Regions from separate parts of the Rattus norvegicus genome. Here region 2 is linked to region 1. A link is a contact called in public Hi-C data. All regions are on one chromosome and are shown on one strand. The core of a region is the stretch at or near the end of the contact, and the rest is flanking DNA. Distances in the headings are between cores, read along the strand shown.

What was found. Hi-C and Micro-C count contacts between places; a contact is called where the count stands out from the background.
Region 2: a contact with region 1 is called in a Hi-C map of kidney, with 4 times the contacts expected there. The contact joins the promoter of Chrne here to the promoter of Arrb2 in region 1. A contact is called at or near these places in 3 of 12 Hi-C or Micro-C datasets (kidney, mammary epithelial cells and psoas muscle).

What each region holds. Positions count from the first base shown.
Region 1 is chr10:55,644,097-55,646,979 of GRCr8, forward strand. It overlaps Arrb2 (arrestin, beta 2), which reads left to right and starts at 1,506. Exons shown (of 15, transcript NM_012911.2): 1 at 1,506-1,606. The coding sequence starts at 1,584.
Region 2 is chr10:55,832,739-55,835,621 of GRCr8, forward strand. It overlaps Chrne (cholinergic receptor nicotinic epsilon subunit), which reads right to left and starts at 1,416. Exons shown (of 12, transcript NM_017194.1): 1 at 1,330-1,416; 2 at 959-1,101; 3 at 842-886; 4 at 631-740; 5 at 376-531. The coding sequence starts at 1,375. It also overlaps a transcript of Gp1ba not described here.

The DNA.
Region 1 (2,883 bases), core at 256-2,755:
GCACATTGTTTTTCAAACGGAAAAGTGGAGAGAGTGGCACAAAGGTATTCCACTGAGGGGAAATAGGGAGGAGCGGAAGGAAGAGACCAAAGAGGAGAAAAGCCTGTCTCTGTAAGTCTAGAAATGTCAATCACCCTTGTCGTCTTCCGCCAAACCCAGTCAATGCTGCCCCAGCAATGAACCTCTAATATGGCCCCTCTGCTCCCCTCCACTCTCTGTTCATCATTTTCCCTCGGCTAGCTTATCTTCTAGCGAGCGGTCTCGCTATGCGACACGTTACCCAAAAAGAGAAGTCCTATCTCGACATTCCTCTGGTGAAAGCAAAACCCAATCAAATCAGCACTGGGCTGGAATTAGTGGTGAGCTAAGCATATGTGAGGCCCTAGCAGAAAATTAAATTAAATTAAATTAAATAAAGACTACAGTTCCTCGGGCTCTTTCTTTCACCTGCTATACACAGTCTTCCACCGTCTCTTCTATTCCTCCGCAGCTCTACCTCCTGCCATCTAACCCACAGACATTTTAGAACAGGGCGTGCTTTTCCTTACTCATCTTTAGGATGTCCTTTCCCCACTTCTGTCCATCCTTCAGAAGGGCTGTCCTCAAATTTCCTATGCTATGGAGTGACTGCACTCCCTCCTCCACGCTGGCCAAGCGCTTTTAGGCTTTTAGTTGCTTGATGGTCTGAGTCATATCTATTATAGCGTTCCTGGGAGCATAATACCTGTTTTATATGTCTCACGGATCCCAGGAAACTTAGGCCATGATGTTGTCCCGATGGCTCTGCACAGTGACTTACACAAAATAGGCAGGGAGGGAAGGATGAAGAATGGAAGAGATAAGTGGAGTAGGTGAATGATGGCTAGGATAGACGGTAAGGGAGATGACAAAGTCTGAATGTTTTAAAGTGACACTGCAAAAAAAAAAAAAAAAAATCAAAGACAATACACCAGGGGGAGCTGAAGACCACGAGAACGCGGGAAAGGTAGGCCAAACAAGGCTGCAAGCTCAGGGATGAGCAGCGCATACCAAAGCAAGCATCATCACGCAACAGATACGGCTCACCCACGTGGGCAGCCCCTTGGTGCTCAGACCCAGACAGTGTTTGAGCTCATTCCCACCGCCCCCTCGATCCCGTCCCTCCTCCGCTACAGTGAAAGCAAACAAAGGGGAGGGATCCCTGCAGGGCTATGGATACCAACGGCCAATCAGCTGCTTCTAAACTTCTCGAAGGCGGCCGCCTCCATTTTAAGGGGCCCAATCTAGTTCCAAAGGCTTGAGGAGGGGCGGGGAGATCGAGAGTAGGGACGGCGCGAGGAGGCTTCCCCGAGGGAGACTGAGGGCGGAGGCGTGGGGCGGAGCCAGCTCGAAGAGGGCGGGCTGCGCCGCGGCGCGCGGGCTCCGGCTGACGCAGCTGGCCCCAGCTCCCCTAGACCCAGACCGCGAGGGGAGGGGAAGGAGGAGAAAGAGTGAGGACGCGCGTGCGCAGTGACTCGGGGAGGAGTGGGGACCTGGCAGCGGGTGAGAAGGCTGCGAGCGAGCCGCGAACCCGGCGGGTGGAGGGCGGCGAGCGCGCGCGCACCATGGGTGAAAAACCCGGGACCAGGTAAGGGAGGTGGGGCCGTGCCGCGGGGCATGGGCGGCTGCTCGCGGAGTGTGCCAGGTTGATCCACAGACAAGGACACCGGGGAAGAAACCCCGGGGCCGGACGCCTGGGTCCCTAGAGGGTAGCTGTCCGGGGCCGCAAGCCTAGGTCCTTGAGGATATTGGAGTGGGGGTGCGTGCTGGGGCTCCTGCAAAAAGCAAGACTTGATAGAGATCGGGAAACCCACGCCTGGGTTCTCACAGAGATGTAGGAGTCGGACTACTGGGTTCTCTGCAGGCTGTGATGCAGGGGCGGAGGAAGGAGGAGCAGGTGGCCGGCCCCGAGGGGTTGTGTGCTGGGAGACTGGATGCTGGGAAGGGATTCCCCTAGACTCGTGCCCAACCAATGGAAAGCCTCCTGCCCAATACCCCACAGTCTGATTGCTCCCACCTGTCCCAAGGGTCGGATAGCTCTGCTACCAAACTTCTGCCTTCTCCTAGGTTGCTAGGAGCAACAGCTTCTTGAGAGAGTAGAGTGCATAGGGACCCTCGCTGAAATTGGGCTTTATTCCTGTCCTGGGGAGAGAGAGAGGTAGTATCTGCCCTGGACACACATCCTCTCCCCGGATGTTTTCTGTGCAATCGAGGCTCCTTCCTTCCACTGATACCAGAGTTCTCTTTTTTGGTCTATAGCAAAATCCACTTCCTGTTGTGACCCAACACCCCCAGGAGGACATGGGGTGAATACTTGAGTTCCAAAGGAGCAAGAACTAAATAATAGGTTGGGGCCATGTGCCTCAAGCCAGAGAGGACCAAGGATAAGGGCCTGATTATGAACAGTGACTTCTGCAAAACATGAGACCAACCCCACCACTCCCACTGCCCTTAAGTATTAAGAAGACCAATATCTGAGAGAGATGCTTACAGGGAAGATTGACCTCCTAGATTTGAGGTTAAACTAAACCCCAGAGAAAGGAGAAGTCACTTACTTGGGGGGGAGGCCCCCAAATTTCCGTTGAGTACTTCAGGGAGGGAATAGATGGACCAAAGAAAGACTGCTGACTTGGCATAATTCCCTACCATCTCATCAAATTCTGGGCCAGAGGAAATGGCGAGAATGGCAGGAAGTACAAAGAGGCATCTGCTTTAGCTGCACCCCTCCAAGCTGGGTACCTCCCTGGTAATTCCCTTGCTCTGCCTTCTTGGCCAAGCACACTGTGCACGCTGCGCCCTCCCTAACCATGGCTGGGTAAGAGCAGGGCAACTGACGGAGATACAATGATTGTGTGGTCGTCACAG
Region 2 (2,883 bases), core at 166-2,665, 190 kb after region 1:
CAGGGTAATATGGCTCTCTTCTGTTGCCCACACTCCCCGGCACATTCCCAACCCTGCTTCCTTTTTGTTTTGTTTTGGGTTGCTGACGGGCTCACCATGTTATCCAAGGGATTCTGGAACTCATATAATTTGTATGCCTCAGACTCCCCTGAGGAGTAGCTGGGACTACGGGCTAAAACTACAAGATGGCAGCAAGAAGCCTGTGCCCACCCCTACTGCAAACCTAGATCCAGCTTCCCACCCCTTCATTCCATTTCCTCACCCCACCTCCTTTACAAAGTCCTTCCAAAAAAGACCCCACCTACTACTCCATAGCAGGCCTTGTCCCATGCTCTAGGCCCATCTCAATACCATGCTTAAAGTGATTCTTCCTACCGAAAAATGAGAGAGCAGTTCTGCCAGTCAAAGGGGAAATAGGTGACCTCCACTGCGCACGTGCTGCGGTAGATAGCTGGGGGCAGCCAGCTCACAGAGCCTCCCTCATAGACCAGAACATTGCAGTCGTAGGCCACTCCAAACTGCCCATCAATACTGTGGAAACCAAGCTTTTCACGTGTCTGAACCTCCTTCAACAACCAAATCCCCCCAAAACCAGTTCCCTTGCAGCCTGGGCTCTTGGGTAATCCTCACTTGTTTTCCAGAACAATCTCTGGCAGCCATACATGTTCGGAAGGGACCCGCAGGATTTCTACGCCTGCAAAATCGTCCTTGCTGAAGTTGAGCCGATAGTCTTGCCATTCCTAAGAAGTGGGGACAAAAGGGTACGTGCTCTCAATCTCCCACCTGGCAGAAAAGAAAGGCTGGCTGGGAACCCTCCAACTGCTCCCCACATCTGACTCACAATTCCAATCCAGACACTGGTGGTCAGAGTCTCTTCTTTCTCATTCTACAACAGAAAGAAGCCAGGAGTTAGAGGTAGAAGTGAGGGTACAGGATTAGAATTGGGGGAAAGTCTTACCAGTGAGATGAGGTTGGTTAGGGTGACCTTGAGGGTGATGGTGACAGTGTCCTCAGGTCTCCTAACTGGCCGGCATTCTGGGTCATAATTGTCGAAGAGATGGTGATACAGGCTCAGCTCTTCATTCTTGCCTTGGCTTCTGCCTATGATTCAAGAAGGAAGGGCCACTGCACATGAAGCAGCAGCCTGAAAGGCTTCTCTCTGCCCCTCAGGCCAGTGCACCCTCCTGGGTTTGTATTTCTGGATTTCTCCCAAACCGACATTATTGTACCTGGGGACCAAGTACTGTCTCAGTCTCCAACTCAGTCCTTTCCCTCCCCCCCTCATGTTGACATATGGATCCACCTGGCTCCCCTCACCCTTGTCCCTACCAAAGAGTGCCAGGAGAAGCAGGGTCCCAAGCAGAGCCATTGTCATCCTGATGTCTGGTTCTCAGGTTATTCTGAGCTTTGACAAGCTTGAGGGAGCAGGCCAAGGTGCCTGTGTGAAGGGGAGGAGGGTGCTAGTTCCGGACTAGGTTTAGGGACTGTCACCTAATCCTCTGCCCCTGCTGTGGGGGTGGAAGAGGCAGCTGCCTCATCCTGTGTCCCTTGCCCCACCCCATCCCAGCATCCTTTGCCCGAGCTTCAGCAGCCTCTGTAAGCCACAGGCCTATCATCTCAGGAGAGAAGCAGGCTTCTAAACACTGGAAACCACAAGCCATTAGTGCTGTAGACCCCATTCTCAACGCATACTGGTATCTTCGATACAGCTGCCCTGTAATGGTGATTCTAATGGATGCATCTGAGGGAGTAAACATCCTGTACCCCTCATACTACCCCTGGCTTAGATACTTTTCTATTGCCATTCTAAGACCCCACATCCAAGGCAACATATAAAAGAAAACATTTGAAGATCGTGGTTCCTGAGGGTTACATTCCAGAACCATCATGGTGGGGAGCATGGCAGTAGGCATGGTGCTGGAGCAGAAGCTGAGAGGTCACATCTTCAAATGGCAGCATGAAGCAGAGAACTAGGAATAGTCTTTTGAAACCTCAAAGGCCAACCCCAATGTCATACCTCCTCCAATAAGGCCACATTTAATCCTTCCCATACAGTTCCACCAACTAAGGACCAAGCATTCAAACATGAACCTATGTGTATGTATGTATGGGGGGGGTGTTCTCATTCAGACACCACAACCCCCACCCATGGACAGTACATGCTATCATACCCTGATGGGTCCATTCATACTAATGGTTACACAAAAAGTCTCTACGAAGACCTGGCAATAAGACAGGCGGCATACAGAATTACTCTGCAGTGACACCCTTGACCTGGCAAAGCCTATGTTCAGTATTGGGCACAACGCCTTCAACATGACCCCAGGATAAGCCCACTGTGACCTTACTTTGAACAGGAGACCTGCTATCCCTTCCCTTTTCTTGCTGCCACCTTATGGTGGTCATCAATGATACTGTCTTTCCAACTACTGTCCAAAATACACTGGTCTTCAGGCTGGCGCTGAAGTTTTGAACTTTCTGCCTTAGCCACCTGGGGCTGGGATGACAATCATGAGCCACTAGGCTTGTTTTTCATTAGTTCATTTGTTTTAAAGGTAGGTTTTGTAGAACTCAGGCCGGCTTTGAACTGATCCCCCAGGCCCTCCAGGGGCTAGGACTGCAGTGTGAGCGCAAGCATGGTGAGTACTCAGGGGTTTCTTGAAATAAGGCCTCACTATGTAGGTCTGTCTAGCCTAGAACTACATAAGCCAACTTTATAGGCCTCCTGACTCAACTTTCTAAGTGCTGAGATTCAGACATGTGCCACCAGGCCAAGCCGGAAGCTCTTTGTGTGTTACACCTTACAAATCACCCCAATCCAGGAAAACAATCACTTCTGTTCTGAATGCATGAAAAGAATCTGTAGCTGGGGATCATCACACA